Regions from separate parts of the Mus musculus genome. Here region 2 is linked to region 1. Evidence: chromatin contacts called from public Hi-C data. All regions are on one chromosome and are shown on one strand. Each heading gives the region's core, a stretch centred on a gene start, on an enhancer-like site or on the middle of the called end of the contact. The rest is flanking DNA. Distances are from core to core; before and after follow the strand shown.

Evidence for each region. Hi-C and Micro-C count contacts between places; a contact is called where the count stands out from the background.
Region 2: a Hi-C map of uterus shows a contact between it and region 1, with 8 times the contacts expected there. The contact joins two enhancer-like sites. A contact is called at or near these places in 4 of 484 Hi-C or Micro-C datasets (the N1E-115 cell line, liver, nephron progenitors and 1 more).

The regions. Positions count from the first base shown.
Region 1 is chr6:140,146,599-140,149,298 of GRCm38.p6, forward strand. No RefSeq gene overlaps it. Among named protein-coding and RNA genes, the nearest start is that of Gm30056, 47 kb to the left of the region's middle. Within about 2 kb of position 1,308, at least 46 of the 459 cell types and tissues checked have an H3K27ac peak or open chromatin away from gene starts, as enhancers often do. A contact at or near this core is called in the N1E-115 cell line and uterus, where this site is marked.
Region 2 is chr6:140,379,819-140,382,728 of GRCm38.p6, forward strand. No RefSeq gene overlaps it. Among named protein-coding and RNA genes, the nearest start is that of Plekha5, 43 kb to the right of the region's middle. Within about 2 kb of position 1,538, at least 13 of the 459 cell types and tissues checked have an H3K27ac peak or open chromatin away from gene starts, as enhancers often do. A contact at or near this core is called in the N1E-115 cell line and uterus, where this site is marked.

The DNA of each region.
Region 1 (2,700 bases), core at 58-2,557:
CACATGCTCATGGTCCATCTCCTCTCATGGCTTCCTCCTCCTCTCTTGGTCTCCTCCCTTCTCTTATTCTCTCCTGAGACCTCCTCACTCAGTCCTCAACACCCGCCTTTCTCTCCCTACGGTTCAGTCACAGGCTCTAGCTTTTAATTAACCAATTAACTTTCAACTGGAGAGCAGGGTTTCCATAGCACCACTTTGCGAACCTGAGGATCTCTTCCTGGTGGGCACCCAGATTCTAGAGGCCAGTATTTAGCATTTGAATACATAGCATCACCAAGCCAATCCCCAACACACAAGGTCTTGGGTTTGATGCCTAGCACGGCATAAAGCAATGGGGATGGTACACACCTGTACTCTTCATTCTGAGGAGGTGGAGGCAGGAGAATCGGGAATTAAACTCAGTCTCAACTATACAGCAAAAACAAAGCCAGTCTGGGCACATAAAACTTTCTTTCAATAGGTAGGTAGGTAAGTAGGTAAATGATAGAGAAAGACAGACAGACAGACAGACAGACAGACAGACAGACAGAGAGAGAGAGAGAGAGAGAGAGAGAGAGAGTTTAAGGTTAGCATTGGCAACATAATGAGTTCCCAGACTTGGTTACAAAAAAAAATGAGACACTGTCTCAAAATAAAAAATCAAGGTTTTCTCTCCTTTCAAAGTCCATTTCCTTTCACTTTCTACGGACCACAAAATCATTTAGTGTTTTATAAGGCTGAAGGATCAATTGATTCAGTGAGATTTTTAGGACTAAGGTACATCCTATAAAGAGATAATGACTCCACTAGAAGGTCATGACAACTAGCTTTTAAATACACAGGCAAGCTACCTCTTCTACATGCAACTAAGATTTTATGGTGACTTTGCAGGTCAAAACATGTTCGGATTCAAATCATGTCGGCCCAGTTCAAACCTTATTAAAGCTTATACCAAGCAAGCTATTTTCCCAGCCTCTGCTGGGGGATAATGACAGCTGCTGCACAGGCCTGTGCAGAAGTTACATGAGTTACATGGTAAAGGCTCTGAGCTGGTCCCTAATAAGGATGGAAACATTGGCACACTTTGGCTGCACTTGTGTATGAACATATCTACAAGCCCTCCACCTGCCTTGTAGGATGTCCTCCAAGAAACCACTACCCCAACACTTATTTTCCCCTTTGTCTCTTTCCACCAGCCACTTCCTTTGTTGGTAACACTTGGACCTTATATATAAACAGATATCCTGTTATTAATTATGACTAGGTTCAGCCCAGTGCAGCTAAATTAGTTCCATAAGGTCAAGCTGGTGCCAGAATGAGTCATCAACACAGAGAGCCGCTCCCTCCTCCCGCAGGCTTGGTTCTGCAGCGGCCTTGGCTACCTTCTGGTCTCAGAGGTCAGAGTCACCGAGGAGTGACAAAGACCTCGAATGTCTTCTTGCTTCTGCTCCTCTAGTCTCTCAGAAATGAACAAGCTGGCATTTACCCGGGAACAGTCAGGTCACATTAGGACAATGAAAATGTCACCTTGATTTCTCTCACTGATTCTACTACTCAAACCTGCTTCTCTTCTGTGAGGTTCCCTGTTTCTCTCTCTTCCCCTCTCAATTATCCTCTTTAAAATGCGTCTCCTCTCCAGCTGGCATCCCTCAGCCCCAACACACCATCATCCCCACCCTCTCACGAGTCTCCTCCTCATCCCCTCCTCCCACCTAATGCATTCAAAATTAATGATAATGACATCCACAACAATAATAAGCAGTTGCCTGCTGGATACACAGCAGGGACACAGAGTTCTCCCCCAGAGTGATTGCAGGTGGTTTCCTGAGACCCACAAGCCTGGTGGCTGAATGGTTGAACCACAGAGAGGCATGTGGGAGAACGTGGGTGGTTCCCAGTAAGACTCCCACCAGAGCCATTTTGCTGCCAGTCCTTCTGACAAAGAAATGTCTGATACAGTCGAGTGCATCGTGCCTCGCAAGGTTTGTGTGCCTATGTGCTCAGTGCCTCACAATATGGTTTCCAAAGGAAACTCTCAAACGCGGTCTGTGGGAGAGATGAGAAGGAAATTAATGAGTCCCACTTGGTGTTTTCACTAAAATCGCTGACAGTCTCTGGATTTTGTGTCTGGCCAGATCTTGTTATAAGAAGAAGTAAAGCAGGTTTGTGCTTTTCTGACCAGTGTCATAATCCACCTGTTAAAAATTACCCTGGAATGCCTAGTGAAGCCTCTATTCACTAGGCAACGTGAACGCCATAGATATCCAGTGTAGTTAACTCAAGAGTGTTAGGTCTTACCCTCATGTGCCTGTGTGTGCATGCATGCGTGCACACGTGTGGGGGTATGGGAGGGTAGGTGAGTGTTAAGTTTTTATATTTATTTTTAAAGGATAGGTGTTTTGTCTGCATGCATGTCTTTCCATCACATGTATTACCGGTGCCCAGGAAGGCCAGAAGAGGGCATCGGATCCCAGGGGTCTGGAGTTACAGACAGTTGTGAGCCGCCATATGCTTGCTGGGCATTGAGCCCCGAACCTTCGGAGGAACCACCAGTGCTCTCAACCTCTAAGCCATCTCTCTAGCCCTAGCTCTTACCTTTCTATAATGAGAAGTTTGAAAACAGACGCAGAGGCATGGGTATCCCAAACTCTCTACTTAACTCTGCCTGTGAGTTCGGCTTTACACTTCTAATTTTTATTTACTTACTATTTTCCTGTTTAA
Region 2 (2,910 bases), core at 288-2,787, 230 kb after region 1:
CAAGAGAGAGACAAGAGAGAGGAAGGGGGACAAGCAGCTCCTCTTATAGTGGGTTGGGTGACCTTGATGTTGCCAGGTAACTCTGGGAAGGAGTACGCCTGGCTATAGTCAGGTAACTGTGATGGTAGACTCTAGCTGGAATGCCAGGAGCTTGGGGCTTTATCTGCGTGACTGATAGTCACAGAATTATGGAACTGGGGCTCTGTGGTGTCAGGCACCTGTCTCTGGGAATGTGGCTCACTGTTCCGTCCCTTGTAGAGTTTTCTACTGAGTCTCCGGAGCAAGCCTCATTCAACCAAAACAGGCTGCCTTTCACAGTCCCACAAGGCATGATGGACAGACATACATGCTGGCAAAAGAACCATACACATAAAATTTAATTTACAAAGTAAAATTAGAGGTGAGTCACATGTTAATCTCAGGGCAATAATAATGAGTAGCCTTCATGCTCTTCTCGGCAGCTGACAGGTCATCCTGACCAAGTATAAAAAGAGAAATATCTGAATCGAATGACTTCGTAGATAAAAAGAATTTAACAGATTTTCACAGAGTGTTCCATCCAGATACTGAGGAATACACATTTCTTCCAGCAGCCCATGGAACTTTCTCCAAGATAGGTCATATATTAGGGCAAAACCAAGTCTTAGCAAGTAAGAAAGACTGAAATAATTCCTTGTATTCTATATGGCCACAAAGAAATTAACTAGCTAAGAAATTGAGCTTCAATGTCCATCATCTGATGCATAGATAATGAAAAATGTGGTGTGTATACACAAGGGAATTTTCCTCCACTATAAAAAAGACAACATTATGAAATTTACAAGAAAATTGAAGGAAGTAGAAAATATTATATTGTCTCAGTTAGGGTTTTATTGCCATGTAGAAGCAATGACCACAGCAACCCTTATAAAAGAAGACATTCCACTGGGGTTGGCTTATAGTTTCCGAGGTTTAGTTCATTATCTTTATGGCAGGAAGCATGGCAGCCTGCAGGCAGATACAGTGCTGGAGAAGGAGCTCAGAGTTCTACATCTTGATCTACAGGCTGCAGAACACTGTTACACTAGACATAGCTTGAGTATGTATGAGACCTCGAAGCCTGCTTCCTCCACATGTGTGTGTGTGTCCAAACATAAATAAAAGGGATTTTATACATTTTTTTTAATCATGACGGAAAAGAGTAGTGTGAGAGAGAGCTAGAACGGTGTCATGAGATCAGATCTTCTATAACCATGACTACAGGCTGAGTGACCTTGACACCTAGATCCACGGACTGACTCGGATCTAATCTCTCCTTCCAATCTCCCTCTTTCCATGGGGTGGGTGGTGGGAGGGAGGCGTGTGCTTCCATATCATCTCAGCACTGGATGTAACCACGCGGCTAATTTGACCCATGAGATGTCAGCGTAACACATGCAAAATCGAGAGCTGTGTCCTGGCAACTGGGTTTTTCATCTGTGTGTTGCTTGGAAGACCCCATGACCCGAGGCGGGAGCTCCAGCTGACCAATAAGCACATGAGCAGTAAATAACTGCTTATTGTCTTCCAGTGTCCTCAGCTGCAGGCTTGTGGGAGTCTGCCCAGAGCTGATGCAATGAGACTGAGTGGGTTTTGATGACACCAAATCACCCCTGGGATTCACTCTCACTGAGCCAGTCTCTTGCCAACCTTGTAGTGCTAGTAAACTGACTGAGAGATGGATATTTAATTCGTGTGTAATAGCAAGCCCTCCCGCCCAATTGTTTTTAAGTTGTGTTGCTTTCAGGTGGAACTCACAGGTGTGATTTATTTGGATTTATTTGGATGTAGCAATAAAGCAGCCACCTGTCTCTGTGGCGACTGCCAGAGCATTTGAAACTTTCTGCCTGTATATATTATGTATGTATTATAAACGTGGCAAAGGGCCTCTCCTCACACCGTGTATTCTGGGTTCTCGCAAGCATCATAGCATCGCAGCTGACTGACATGCCAATCATCACAGCTGACATGCCGATCACTGTGGTTGAGAAAATTTCTAAGTGACGGGAGAAGAGGAGCAGATTGCAAAAGAGGGAAATCTTCCTCAATGGCCCCTTTAGTCAGCAAACATCTGCATTTATAATACATATATTATATAGCACATATATGTATATACATATACACACATATGCATGATTACAAGATGGGGAACTCTTCCTCAATGGCCTCTTTAGTCAGCAGATATCTGCATTTATAATACATATATTATATAGCACATATATGTATACATATACACACATATGCATGATTGCAAGATGGGGAACTCTTCCTCAATGGCCTCTTTAGTCAGCAGACATCTGCATTTATAATACATATATTATATAGCACATATATGTATACATATACACACATATGCATGATTGCAAGACGGGGAACTCTTCCTCAATGGCCTCTTTAGTCAGCAGACATCTGCGTTTATAATACATATAATATATAGCACGTATATGTATACATATACACACATGTGCATAACATCTTTAAGAAAGAGATGCATGTCACTAGGCATAGTGTTCCAGAGTCTTCTAGGCTCACTAGCCTCAGGCCTCCCCTTCCCCTTGCCCATGCATTCACCTATGACCCTTTAGGGTCTTTTCTTCAATATTTGCCCAGAAACGGTGTTAGCCTCCTAGATCTACGAGGCCAGTGGTTCTCAATCTTCCAAATGTTCTGGTGATCCACCACCACCACCACCACAAAGTGATTCTGTTGCTAGTTCATAACTATAATTGTGTTAGTGTTATGAATTGTGACATAAATATATGGTGTGCATGGCTTCTGATACTGGACCACAAGGAAGTCACAACCCACAAGTTGAGAACCAGTAAACTAGAGCCAGGCACGATGATGGTACACATGAATTGTCCCAGCACTCGGAAGGTAGAGGTGGGAAGA